2 separate regions of the Mus musculus genome follow, and region 2 is linked to region 1. Evidence: chromatin contacts called from public Hi-C data. All regions are on one chromosome and are shown on one strand. Each heading gives the region's core, a stretch centred on a gene start, on an enhancer-like site or on the middle of the called end of the contact. The rest is flanking DNA. Distances are from core to core; before and after follow the strand shown. Region 1 holds the start of Mtrex (Mtr4 exosome RNA helicase). Region 2 overlaps Il6st (interleukin 6 signal transducer).

The links. Hi-C and Micro-C count contacts between places; a contact is called where the count stands out from the background.
Region 2: a Hi-C map of Th1 cells shows a contact between it and region 1, with 2.4 times the contacts expected there. The contact joins the enhancer-like site here to the promoter of Mtrex in region 1. A contact is called at or near these places in 3 of 39 promoter capture datasets (embryonic stem cells, liver and stem cell-derived epiblast-like cells), 2 of 484 Hi-C or Micro-C datasets (Th1 cells and muscle stem cells), 1 of 115 datasets of contacts at active chromatin or transcription factors (embryonic stem cells) and 2 of 9 other capture datasets (adipose tissue and liver).

The regions. Positions count from the first base shown.
Region 1 is chr13:112,922,951-112,929,927 of GRCm38.p6, forward strand. Mtrex (Mtr4 exosome RNA helicase) reads right to left here and starts at 4,430. Exons shown (of 27, transcript NM_028151.2): 1 at 4,280-4,430. The coding sequence starts at 4,407. Dhx29 (DEAH (Asp-Glu-Ala-His) box polypeptide 29) reads left to right here and starts at 4,730. Exons shown (of 27, transcript NM_172594.3): 1 at 4,730-5,023; 2 at 6,677-6,750. The coding sequence starts at 4,843.
Region 2 is chr13:112,505,518-112,512,494 of GRCm38.p6, forward strand. Il6st (interleukin 6 signal transducer) reads left to right here. Exons shown (of 17, transcript NM_010560.3): 17 at 1-1,343. Among named protein-coding and RNA genes, the nearest start is that of Il6st, 45 kb to the left of the region's middle. Within about 2 kb of position 2,399, at least 31 of the 459 cell types and tissues checked have an H3K27ac peak or open chromatin away from gene starts, as enhancers often do. A contact at or near this core is called in Th1 cells, where this site is marked.

The DNA.
Region 1 (6,977 bases), core at 3,180-5,679:
AAAAGGAAATGATAGATTTATCTCCTGCTATTGTTACAGGATATAAAATTACTAAAATGTAAGCAAATAATTGAGTCCCACAGAAATTAAGAATTAAGCCGGGCGGTGGTGGCGCACGCCTTTAATCCCAGCACTCGGGAGGCAGAGGCAGGCGAATTTCTGAGTTCGAGGCCAGCCTGGTCTACAAAGTGAGTTCCAGGACAGCCTGGGCTATACAGAGAAACCCTGTCTCGAGAAAAAAGAAAAAAAAAAGAATTTAATTAAAAGGTATTAAAAGAGAAAGATGGTAAGACAAATGCTGAAGACAGTTAAAAACCATTTAACTGAAAAGGTATATATCTAAACTACTAGAGGGCTACAACCTCTCTTTTTATATCTGCTTATTATTGTGGGGCAGGGGCACATGCATGAGGAGGTCAGGGGACAATCTTCTCAAGTCCCTTCCTTCCTTCCTTCCACCATGTGACTTCCAAGGAATGGAACTTAGGACATCAGGCTGGGCAGCACCTGTACCAACCTGAGCCAACGTGCCAGCCCCAAATAGGTTTTCTTTCATAAAGAAAAAAAAAAAAAAGATGCATTTTGTATGTGTGTTTTGCTTGAATATATACATGTATATCACATGCATGCCTAGTATCTAGGGAGGTTAGAATTGTTTACATGATTAATATTTACCTATATTAGGTATAAGCCAAAGTTTTAAAAATACTTTTATTAATTCACCTTGAAATGGCAGTGAGACTGCCACCTATTAACATAATTCTGTGTGTGTGTGTGTGTGTGTGTGTGTGTGTGTGTGTACTCGTACATCCATCTGTACACATGCATGTGTGCCTGTAGAAACTAGCCGTCAACAGCCTTTGTTTTCCTCAAATCACCTTCCACCTGCTTTTGTCAAGCCTGGGCCTCTGACTGAACCTGAGTCAGTTCCTCTGGCGCCAAGCAAGCCATAGGATCCCCTCATGCTGGGATCACAGGCGTGCACTGCTCCGAGAGCTTTTACATGGGTCCTAAGGCTATGAACTCAGCTCCTCATTGGTCATCAATCTTCCAACTGGGCCTCTATTTTTCATTTTCTTGAGACAGCTCCCACATTGTAGCCTCAGACTCAATCTTCCTGTCTCACGCCTCAAGTGCGGGGATTACAGGCAGGAAACGTTCCTCTTATGGAAAAACTATTACATGTCAAATAAGACTACTACGTAATTGTGAAGAAAACATGACATTTATAGTTGAAGTTGCTTAAAATCCTGTATTAATTACATCAGTAGTGTATAAATTTTATTTTTTCAGAGAAAGACTCTCCAAGCAATTGTAGTGAAAGACCTAAAAGCAATGGGATCAATAGCAGCGAGGCCCTTACGCACTAAGTAATACTAAGTGCCACCGTGGGAAACCAGAGCCTGTTTAGAGACGGAGCTTATTCTAGCTCTGTGGTAGTGAATAGAGACAACTTTATACGAGAGAGTATATGAGGTGCAGAGACTGACTGGTGAGGTAGTTCTCCATAAAAATTCACAGGGGTGGGGGTGGGGGTGGGGATATAGTCCAGCCCTTAAAAGCACTTGTTGATCTTGCAGAGGACCCAGGCTTGATTTCTAGCACCCACATGGTGGCTCATAATCACTGGTAACTGGTACAGTTCCAGGGGATACAACAGGGACATACATGGTACACATACATGCATGCATGCAGATAAAACTTTCGTACACGTAAGTAAATCTTATGAATGAATAATAAATAAATTCACAAGACCTCGCTTGCAGAGCTCTCACGGCTTATGACTGGAAGCTCAAAGCAGAGTAAGAGAAGCAAGGCTCAGCCAGGAGTGCTTGCCACACAAGCCCGAGGACCGGACTCTGATAACCCCTTTTCAATGTAAAAACGATTAAAATAAAAAACCCCAGATGGGGTGATTTGCATCTGCAATCCCAGCACTCCTACGGTGGAGACTCGAGAGAAGACTCAAGACGGAGTCTAAACAACTGATACAGTGCTGCAGCTGACACTCAAAGATCTGCCACAAAACAAGACGGAATGAAAAGCTGTCTCCTGACCTCCTCAGGAACACTGAGGCAAGATGAGCCCACTTCACACGCAAAACACACACACAGTCACACACACACTTAAAAGTAGACACAATATGATCATGAAAAGGTAAAAACATAATATAATATGAACACAATTCTCAGCAATAAAAGGAAAAGTGTTGCTACATGTTATAAGAACAAACAGTTTAGACACTGAGGAAAAAAAGAGGCCAAAAAAAAAAAAAAAAAAAACCCAAACCCATATATGGTACTCAGATGGAATGTAAATGCTGAATTTAAGCACATTCTAGAAAATGGAAACTGCTCCAAGACACGGAGGAAGCAGATAGCCTGGGACGACACTACAAAGGAACCTCAGAGTTGTGTGTGCACTGACTGCTGTGATTTAGAGTGCTTCATTTACCCAATGAGAGACACAGGGCAGGAGGAGGGAGGGAAGGAGGTGTGCACAACTCGGCTCCTAACCTTGGGAAGCAGCCAGGTGTGGCAGCGCACACCTTTAATTCCAAGCATGTCTGAGGACAAGGCCAATAATGGTTACATAGCAAGACCCTGTCTCAAAACAAACTGACACACAAGCAAACGTTAAACTTGCCTTTTCTTTATGAACTGTATTTCAAGGTGAAAATGAACCACCAACGAAAGCTCTAGTGTGCTTTTTGTTGCTGTAATAAAAACACTGGCCAGGCATGGTGGCGCACGCCTTTAATCCCAGCACTCGGGAGGCAGAGGCAGGTGGATTTCTGAGTTCGAGGCCAGCCTGGTCTACAAAGTGAGTTCCAGGACAGCCAGGGCTATAGAGAAACCCTGTCTCAAAAAAACAAAAAACAAAAAACAATAATAATAATAATAATAATAACAAAATAAAAATAAATAAAAACACTGACCACAAGCAACTTAGACAGGAAAGGACTTAATTCAGCTGATGTGTTTACAATCCATCACTCAGAAAAGCGAAAATGGGAACTCGGAGGCAGAGACCACAGAAATGCTGCTCACGGGTTTCTATAGCTCCATCACCCAGTGCAGGCTCACCTGCCCAGGAAGGTACACACCATAGCGCACTGGGCTGCCCTCCCACATAAATCAGCAATTAAGAAAATGCTCCAAAGACTTGTCCAAGGGTCAGTGTGGTGAAGGAAATTCCTCAACTTGAGAACTGAAGGTAACTGACAATAAGGGAAATTCTGTGTCTTCTTTGTGTGGCGCCTACACTTGAGCATACAGTGGAGGCCAGAGGACTTCCAGCATCCTACATTACTCCCTTGAGACAGCGTTTCTCACTTATACAACCAAGAGGCTAAGTTAGCAACCAGCCAGGCCCAACAATTTTTGTCTCTGTGCCCCACTGTGCTGGGGTTACAGTGCTCACACTTTTTATGTGGGTACTAGAGATTTGAAACTAGGTCCTCATTCTCAAACAGAAAGCTGTCTTTTACACTGGCCATGTCCTCAGCCCTAGAGCAATGATTTTTTAAATTAATTAATTTATGACTGGATTCCAGGTAAGAAGCAGAAAGACATAGCTTTTTTTTTTTTTTAAACCAGTACTTTGCAACTACTCATGTAATAACGGACCGAATCAATCATCAAGTGTAAAACGCTAACGGAAGAGAAAACTAGTTTGACCGAGTGTCATAGGGGCACTCTGGGAATTCCAACCCTAAGGACCTGAAATAAGAGGATCTCGAGTTCGAGGGCTGCCCAACTTACATAGCGATATCCTGAATCTGACTTTATTATTATTATTATTATTATTATTATTATTATTATTATTATTAATTTATTTTGGGAAAACTACAACTTGGAGATTAAATCTCTTCCTTCGGTAGCGATTTGCCTTCGCGGTTTAAGAACCCCCTACATGTCTTCCCCCTTGGCTCATCTAGTGCCTCGCTGCTTAAAGACTATGTGAGAGGTTTTGTGGGTGACAAGCCCCGCCTCGCAAGCAAAGCCGTACCTGGCCTGCTAAGCTGGGGTTACAGCCAAAGCATGGCCTAAGGAAGCCACGCTGCGGCCGGACAGGCACGAACACCGAGACCGCCCTCCCTCCCGCAAAATCAACCTTTCCTCTCTCCCCAACGGTTTTTTTTTTTTTTCCCCTCAATCTCCTTAGCCTCTTGACTCCATTCAAACACTTTCTGTGCTCCTCGTCTGAGTCGTGTTTCCTTTACCGGCATCAAAAACAAGAAGAACGAGAAGAAAAAGAGCTCAGAGGTTTTCCTTACCCGGCCTTGTCTGCAGACCCTGGTGGCCCCTTCCATTTCTCTTTCTCTTTGTCTTTCTTGGCTCCTGCTGCAGAGGTCGAATCATCCTCGAAAACGCTGAAAAGCTCATCCCCGAAAGCATCCGCCATCTTTCGGAACTCTGAGACCGAATCTCCCTCCTACCCAAGAGGCCCCGCGACCGTACCCTACAGTGACGCCGAATGGGGGGACTCGACGGTGGCCCGGAGGAGTCAAAAGTGAGCGAGCCTTGAGCCCCGCGTGACTTTTCTCCTTTCTAGTCTGGGTCCTGCCCCTTTTCTCTTCCAACCACTGCGAGTCCGGCAGTTCAATGACTAAAAACTTAGCGACCAGTGGCGCACGACAGCAGCCATGCCGCTCGCTCCCGGGAGCCGAGAGGCGGAGTCTGAGGACACGGGCCAATTGAGCCGGAGCCCCAGCCGCGGAGCCCGGATGGAGGAGGCTGGGTGGAGGCGTGGGAGCCGGCAAACGTGAAGAGCTCTCGGGCTTCTGCTGTGCCGCAGCGGGGATCTGGATCTGGAAGACTACTCTCCTGCAGCTGAAACATGGGCGGCAAAAATAAGAAACACAAGGCGCCGGGAGCTGCGGCGATGCGGGCCGCCGTGTCTGCTTCCAGAGCCAGAAGTGCAGAGGCCGGAGCTGTTGGGGAAGCCCAGAGCAAGAAGCCGGTGGCCAGGCCGGCGCCCGCCGTCCCCACCGGCGCCCGGGAGCCCCGAGTGAAGCAAGGTAAGCCCTGACCCAGTGCCCAGCCTTCTGCCCTCAGACCCTGCTTCTTGTCCAGCAAAGACTCACAACGTGAGCTGATGAGATCCAAACTTAGACATCTTCCACACCTGAGCAGTGGGTGGGGTGGCCTTGTAGATCGGTCTAAGGGCCTTTGGCCATTAAAGTTACAAAAGTAACTCTGTTACAGCGTGGCTTCGCCTTTCTAACTCACTCTTTTTTTTTTTTCTTTCTCCTTCTAAGAACGGAGTCATGGCATCTGCTGTTGTTCAGCAGGAATCCACTCTGAGCTGTCAGAACAGCCGCTCCGCTAGTTAAGAGAGTTGTTAAGGGAAGTGCTTCTGGCTTGATGCAGCTCCATGTTCTGTCAGATCTTAATGTCTTCTTCAGCATCTATCTACATAAATATCCTTGTATGTTCCAGAAAAGTCAGTGTTTCCTAAGAATAACCACACTTTACACATTGGACACTGGATTGACTTACAGTAAAATTCTATGCTTGTCAAATCCTTGCATTTTTTTGCTTACCCTGCAGATTGATTTGATAACTTGAAGGTGATTAGTTACGGCCACTCTTTCAGCTAGTTTCAAAAACATCAAAATTATATGTTGTTTTGTTCTGTTTGATCTGTTTGCTTGCAGTAATTTTTTTCTATAACAAAAAACTTGCAAGCATATGTGCTTATTGATACATAAATACCAAGCATCTGACTGGTGATAATAAGACCGAAAAAAATGGAAACCTTCGCTCCAGAGCAGCTTAGGAATCTAATTTACTAATCACACAGACAGTCGTGCTTTATAGTTGTTAAGCTTCAGAGAGAGAGAGAGCATGCCCATGAGTGTTTAGCAGGGTGTTTTGTTTCGGTTTTTTTCCCCCCAATGGTGAGGAGTCATGAAAAGTGATAGTTGAGCTGAAATTAGAAGCTGTCTAGAAGTTAATCCTGTAAAGCATGGTAGGAATAACATTCCCAAGATCTTGAGTTAAGAAAGAGCTTGGAGGGGGCTGGAGAGATGGCTCAGTGGTTAAGAGCGCTGACTGCTCTTCCAGAGGTCCTGAGTTCAATTCCCAGCAACCACATGGTGGCTCACAACCATCTGTAATGAGACCTGATGCCATCTTCTGTGGTGTATCTGAAGACAGCTACAGTGACAGCTACAGCGTACTCATATTAAAAAAAAAAAAAAAAAAAAGCTTGGAGCATTGTGTGTGTGTGTGTGTGTGTGTGTGTGTGTGTGTATGTGTGGTGGGGGATTTATGAGAAAATAAGCTAGTGGCATGGCGCACTTACTCCTAGAAAGTAATCCTCTATAAATGCAAATTATTAGACTTGTAGTTTCAGATATGACACATTTCTCCCTGAGAATTCTACAGCTGTCTCGCTGCAGACTAAGATCTTTTTCTTTTACTACTGACTTCTCACTGAAGTCTTTCAAGTTCCTGACAGTCATTTGTTGTAGTGTTTGTCTTCACTTTCCCTTTCCTTTCCCTTTCCTAAGATGTTAACTTTGAGATCTTAAATTCTTTGGTAAAGTTAAGGGGAAAGAATTAAATTAAAGTCAGAGATTTACTATTTAGCAACCTTTTAAGAAAAATTAAGATGGTACAATGAATACTAATCATTAAATTTCCCATTTGTTGTCTATTATATACAGGTCCAAAAATTTATAGTTTTAATTCTGCAAATGATTCCGGTGGCTCTGCAAATCTGGACAAATCTATTTTGAAAGTGAGTAAGCAAAGTTTTTGCTGCGTTTCAGGAAATATTCTCATTCAAGCAAAACACAGAAGCTGTCAGCGGTTAAGAGCAGTTGCTGCTCTCACAGAGGACCCCGGGTGTCTTTTAACACTTACATGAAGCAGCTCACAACTGCCTGTGACTCTAGTGTCAGTGGTCGGTCCCTTGCCTTCTGCTGGTCTCTGCAAGTACCCAGATGTATGTGACATACACACACA
Region 2 (6,977 bases), core at 1,149-3,648, 420 kb before region 1:
CCCACAGCCCTGTGCATGCTAGACATTCACTCTACCGCTGAGCTGCTCCTCCGCCCGGCTCATTATGTCATCTAGGCTCTCGTGATCCTCCTGGCCCAGCTTCCTGACTGTCTGGGACTGTGGATGTGTGCTGTCACACACCCAACCAGGTCTTTTTAATATCTGCCATTTATGAGGTAGAGTTTTTACACGACTTAGGACTATCTTAAACCTATTCCTTCTAGTTGCTTTATTAAGGAATAGCCTAGGCATCCAGTGTTTAGCACTAAAGCCATTAATGTATTTGTGCCTAACTTCCCAGTGTGACATGGAGGTGGGGGCTAAAGGTAGACACTGGGCAGACAGGAATTGGCTGAGCGCCGTTAGAGGCTGATCACTAAGTGTGCTCACAGGAAAAGGGTTGAAGTTTCAGAGCATGGGCACCCAGATCATTTATAGCGGTTACCACACAGTGCCTAGGAGGAGTTGATATGCACTTAGTTGGATGCAGTTTCACCTTTTACTCTCAGAAGGTTGTTTATATTCTACTTGCTGATGTGTTATCATTTATATTTTTATACTGGGTAGTCCTTTTCTGTGTTCTTTCACATGTATAATCCTCGTGAGACTGTACATGCTTTGCTCTGGTATATTCAGTTGCCTCCTTGGCAAAACCAGCCTGGAATTGCCAAAATGCCGGAAGTGAAGGGAGATGGTGAAAGTCGGGCACAGGAAGGCCAGGTCAGGGGCAGAGAGACCAGAATTCACACTACAAGGCTGGCACCATTGCCATTCAAGTTGGACGTCAAAGCCTGATCCCAGTTAGGACTGAGTTTTCTATGTATATATCTGCCAGGAAGTTAACACTTGCTGAATTTCTCATCTTCTCACAGTAAGCAGTCTAGTTATGGGACTCTATCCATGTTCAGCTGTGACTTCCCTCATATCAGACAGTGGTGCTGTGAACGTTGCAGTGTGAAGTCTGTACTGGCTAGGGATGGTAGCCCAGCGTGAGTTCAGGCATGAACATAGAGGCCACTGAAGGAAGAGCCTCCTGGAAGCAAGTTGGCACGTTAAATCCCAGACAGAAAGTGTCCCAGGGAGCCAGGGCCTCCGCCAGCAGGGAGGGGGTGTGCTCACTGCAGGAACGTTCATTTAGAAGATGTACCATGGAGCACCTCCCTTTGCTCTAAGAGAAAACCCATCTTAAAGTTCATCTTGAATACAGACTTCGCTCGAGCATGTTTTAGAATAATCTGGATGCTGTACCTTGTACCTTAGGTAGCAGAGAAAGTAATCTGGCGTCTTTCTGTAAAACCGTCTAATAAAGCTAGTTCTGCCCGTGGGCTCGTATTCTTTCGTGTGTAAAAATGTAGTGTAAGGCGCACCAGAGAGCAGCCTGGCTTGTGGCCAGGGCTAGTCCACTGCTTCCCATGCAGTTGCCTCTCGAGGACTCAAAGAAAAAGGAAGGTTTAATGCTGAGTCGCCGTTACAAAACCTAGCGTTCCCATCTTTTCCTCACTCAAACATAAAATCTCAGTCCTTTGAAAAGCATGAGTCACTACTCGGGGGCACAGAGAAGCAGAAGTAGGAAAAGTGCAGCCCCTGCCCCCCTCGTTCTCCCGCCTTCAGATCATTCCATCTCTGCACAGTTCTGCTGTGGTCATCAGCTCGGCCAGGATGGACGGTTTCGGGGGGGTTTTGTTTGTTTGTTTTTGCTTGTTTGGGTTTGTTTTGTTTTGTTTTTCTGTTTGTGGTATTTTGGTTTTTTAAGACAGGATTTTTCCGTGTTGCCTTGGCTGTCCTGGATCCGCCTGCCTGCTGTGCCACCACTGTCTGGTGAGACTGTAGTTCTTATTGTGAACTTAAAGGGTTAAAGAGGTAGAAGGATTTACTGGACTGTAGTTTTTGATTTTTTTTTTCCTCAACCCTAATTGTAATAATGGTTCTTAAATGCTTTAGCCTCCCTTGTAGCCCACCACCCACCAGAGGTAGTGGAAAAGAAAGGATGTGGGGGAAGTGGACCTGTTTAAAAAATGGTTCTTTGGAGCAACTCCTGTGTGCACTGTCAGAAAATCAGCTGTTCAGTTGACAGGTCAGCAGTGGCAGCTCCATCCACTCGCAAACATGTCAAGGCTACACCAGCAGTCCAGGTCGGTAGTAGTGTCAGGATAGCAGCAGCAGTGGCATAACTAGCAGGAATGGCCAGGCCTCGGCCTCAGCACAAGTCAAGCAGGAAGAACTCGAAGTTCTCAGCTGTGCCTCTCAGTGAAACGAAGATATGTAAGGCCATCACCATCCGTTGAGTCCTGTATATACTCCCTCCAAATATCAAGTGTCCTCGGGCCTGGGCTCACCTCGGGTCTTGTGTGTGAGTCTGTATCAGCTGACATCACTCTGCCAATCAGCCCGCGTCTGCGGAAGCTGCAAGCCACCAGAACCACATCAGAAGTTTTTAGTGTTTCTCTCTATGGAGGCCCAACAGATGGAGTTCAACAACACTTGAGGCATGTAGTGAACAAAGAACCCATCACCTGCCCGTTCACATGCATTAGCAAAGCATCCTTTCACCCGTGTCCACTTCAGCGAAACGTTCCTTCTCGTGTCTGCTTTAGCAAAACATCCAACACAGCTGACTTTCCAAAGAACACTTACGTTTCCACTTCATGGGACACTATCAAAGCTGTTAAAAGTAGGACTGCTAATTAGACATCACATACTATTTTTAAAGCTGTCTCTTTTTTTCTACTCACATAATTAGTAAATTATGGCATAAATTTAGACCTAGTAATCATAGGATGCCTCATTGTTATAGACATATATTAACCAAGTAGAACAAGCCAGTAGACTTTAGCCTATTACGTTCATTCTTCTGTTTCATGTCCCTGAGTTTCTTTTAAAAGCAAGTTTTTAACACAACTTCTGTCTAGTAAAGTTTTTAATGAGATAAGTAGAATCAATAAGCTGCAAAAAAAAAAGTAAATAAAAAGTAAAGGTCAATTATTAAAAATAACCTCTTGGGCTAGCTTTCGGCTATAGGTACTGCTGGTAGGTTACTTTGCCCAGGTAAGATTGCATTTTTCAAATGTGCCTTTCGATGAGTTAGAACACAGCCATCAAATGGCAAACGGTATAAGTAGTTCATAGACAAAAGTTTGTTTTCCTGTCACATGCAGATTAGCATATGCTCACTCAGTTAACGAGGAAAAGGTGATGGCAGGCTCCAGATGTTACTCGGTCTAACTCTTAGGGCTTTTTGCCACCTGTAAGCTCCCACAAACTGGTCAGTTTTGGTTTTGTTGTTGTTGTTGTTGTTGTTGTTGTTGTTTTCCTTTTACTTAACCAGTTGTCAATGCTGGTGAGGGAGGGTTGGGATGGAAATGTACCAGGCTGGTTGGGTAGGAATTCTTAGTCCTGTGATTGCTCGCTTAGTCTGGTTGCTGCAGACTGCAAGTGCTGCTACGTAAGCAGGACAATGTGACGTGCCAGAAAGAAAGGGATGTTGGAGGGGTTGGAAGCTCTGTAGCCTTAATGCTTGTGTGTGATAGACTTTAAAGCAAATGCACTTTGCTAGCCTGGCGCGGCAGTAGGCATTAGGCATGGCTTCTTACACCTTTGCTCTTAGCTGTACTCCACGTGCGCACAGTTCTCTCTCCTTTCCTGCCACCACCACCACCACCACCACCACCACCACCACCACCCGTGCAGTTTCACATGGAAGCTTGTACCTGTGTTACCTCTGTAGTAAGTTGCATGTGCGAAGTATAACCAAAGCGATCATGTTTATGTTGACCCTGCCATAAATGTCTTACTATATCATCTCTAACCCTTTAAATAAATCTGAGAAAGAAGCTGCTGTCTTTTCTGTCTGCGGTCACCACCGTCTTGAGTGTCGTCATGTATGGCGTTTCAGCATTTATCAGTACTGGTGTTGGTTAGCATGGGTCTTAGTATAGATGATATTTTATGAGGGTTTTATGACTTGTTAAATGCTCTTTTAGCATAATGGACTAGGAGCTAGAATAAACTGGTACACAGTGTTGGCCTCAATAACAGAAGACATGACAGTAGCCGACAGTTTGCATACTTACTACATAAATTCTGGAATCCCAGCATCTTCATCCCAGTCCATGGTCCCTTGTGCTCAGGGACCAAATATAGAGGTACTGCGCCACCTTGTGGCTTGTCAGTGCCTGTGCTGCTGTATGTCCATGTTTGCCTCGCCATAAAGCTAAGTTGGCTAGTTAGGTAAGGAAAGGTCGTGGCTACTAAAGTCTAATCTAAACATGGTGGATCACACCTACAACCTAGTCAAGGAGTGAATCTCACCCCTTCAAATCTATAGTGAGCTTTATACAAAACCCTCTCTTTGGAATATTTGGTTAAGTCCCACACTACTACAAGCCCAGCTTGCCTTCTGATGTAGTCTCCCAGCTGATTGACTGCACTGTGTACATGGATAAAAGTCCTTCCTGTTCAAAAGGATTATCATCCTGCTTCCCTAGAGGGAAATGGTTCTCTTACTGAGGATTGTTCAGCCTCCTACTGCTTGCTTTTTCTTAAAGGAATATATAAAGATTCTCCCACAAACTGCATACGTGTTCTCCCATACAAAGGGCTCAGTGTGGGTGTTTGGGTAGGGTTGTCACCACAGGAGAGTGGAAGATGTTCTGAGTTCTCCATTTTATTGACTCTGAGAAGGACATTCCAGCATTTGAGAGATAAGTAGACCAAGGGAGATGAGGGACCATTTGGGAATGTTTCTTTGCTCTGGGTGAAGTCTGAAGGGGGCTGAGAGCAACAGAAAAATGGAACAGAGACATCAGGCAAAACTGACCAATCAGACCAAGACTCCTGAGAAAGAAAGGCAACCAGCCTAGGGGAGCGGGGGAAGGAGAAGGGGGGTCGGGGACAAGCGAGTTGTGAGACTGGATTCATCTAGACAGCTTTCACCACTGAACCTGTCTCTGGGTCCAGCAAACCCAGCCTCCTCCCTAGGGAAGCAACCAGGAAGGTTTTGATGTCAGGGCCCATGCCGAAGCCAACAAGGCCATCTATAAGAGCTGGGGGAAGTGGAGCTAGCAGCAGGGACCACAGAATACACCCTAGTCAGGGAATCTTCAGTCACTACTGATGGCCAGGAGCTGAGAACTAGTCCACTTCCTCTTTCAGGGAAATTAGAGTCACATAGACATCTCCCAATTACAGCCATACACCACACAAGCCTCCCTCTCCTAATTGTAGTCATACATATAACACACACACACACACACCTCTTCCAAGACTGCTGGCCTCCTCCAAGGTTCTGGGTCCCTCCAACCTGAACAATCCTATCTCTACTTGGATGCTGTCAGGGAAAGTGGCACCAACAGGGTGGGGGAGCAGGAAAATGTGTTCTCAGTAATAACTGGCCAGCCCACGCCTTCCTGTGTTCAGCCCTTTTTAGTCAGAGACCCACCCCGAAGCTAAAAACGGTGCAAAGCCATACTTAGAAAGAGCTGGGGCGTTGGAAGGTAAGCAGACCTGGTACAACCTTTCAGACACTCACCCTACTTGAGATGGGGGGAAAAAAGGTTGCTGTTGTTCACAGAGGACTTGCTGAACCCAGCTCAGCGCTGTCAGCACTGGCTTTCATCTCTCAGTCACGAGTGAGTGCGTGTGCGTGTGCGTGTGCGTGCGTGCGTGCGTGCGTGCGTGCGTGCGTGCGTGTGTGTGTGTGTGATTCTATTTCCCCACTTTACAGATTTAGATAAACAAGGCCTAGGAAATTATTAAGCCATAGGTGAATAGGCAGCCAGTCTGAGACTTATAAATGGGTTATCTCAACACTCTTGCTCCCAGCAACTATGGTCTGCCTTAAAAACTGCAGAACAGGCCATTCCAGAACGGAGGACAAAGTTTGGTAAACTTATCTGAAAAAGCCCTGCGTGAAGGCGCTCGGTTGAGTCTGGCAGCCCGCCAGGCGCTCTTGTTCACTACGGCAGAGTTGAAAAGCTGTGGCTGGAGCTTGCATACCCTGTGGGCATGGTCTCAGCAATGGCAGAGCAGTCTGTCCATTGCCTACCGTGGACAAGCTCCAAGGAGCAGTTTCAGAGTCCTCCAGGGATCGACCTGCTCAGGGGTCTTCCCGTCCCTCCATGCTTCCCCGCTCCCTTCCCAGTTCCACCTGGAGTAGCCCTTCAGTCACTGGACCTGTATTTGTCCCCTGGTTTGTTTCTGGGGAACTTAAGTGACCATCCCTGACCTCACTTCTATAAAACAGCAGCCTTCCAAATTGTGACAGAGGAGGTACAGTCCTATACTTGCGATGACAGTGACCAGCAGAGCAAATGAGGGACCTCCATGATGGTTACTTGATGGTACTTGGGCTCATGCAAAGTGACAAATTCACGGAACCTCAGTTCACCAAACTTCCAGGATTCGTGGAAGGCCTATCTAGGTGCCACACTTAACACCCAGTGGGCACTGGCTCCATTTGGATAACTGCCCAGGTCCTGTCAGCCTAGCACCTAACTTCCTGCTTCTACACCTGACACAGCTGAACCCCGACCCATGCCTTCCATCAAAACCACCTGCCTTCAAGAGACTAACACACACACACACACACACACACACACACACACACGTTTGCTTCATAGACTGTGTCTAAGTGATGCTGGCCACGGAAGTGATTTCTGACTGACCGAGTTGGGCGTGTCCATTTTAACACTTAGCTCCCATCAGTAGCAAGCCAAGAAAAAAATCATGAAATTGAAATAAAAGAATGTTTCATTGAATGTGTAATAAAACATAATGTCAACACCATTCTCTTGGAATTTACAGAGATGTTATTCATGTATGAAACATTTACAGGTGTAGTTAGAACTGGTGGCTTTCTTGTTCAAATTAACCAGTGTCCTAAGCCACGTTGGTGGTGCATGCCTGCAATCACAGCATGTTGGACACAAAGGTCAGAGGCTAGCGAGTTCATGGCATGTTCAACAGCATCAACTGCCCCC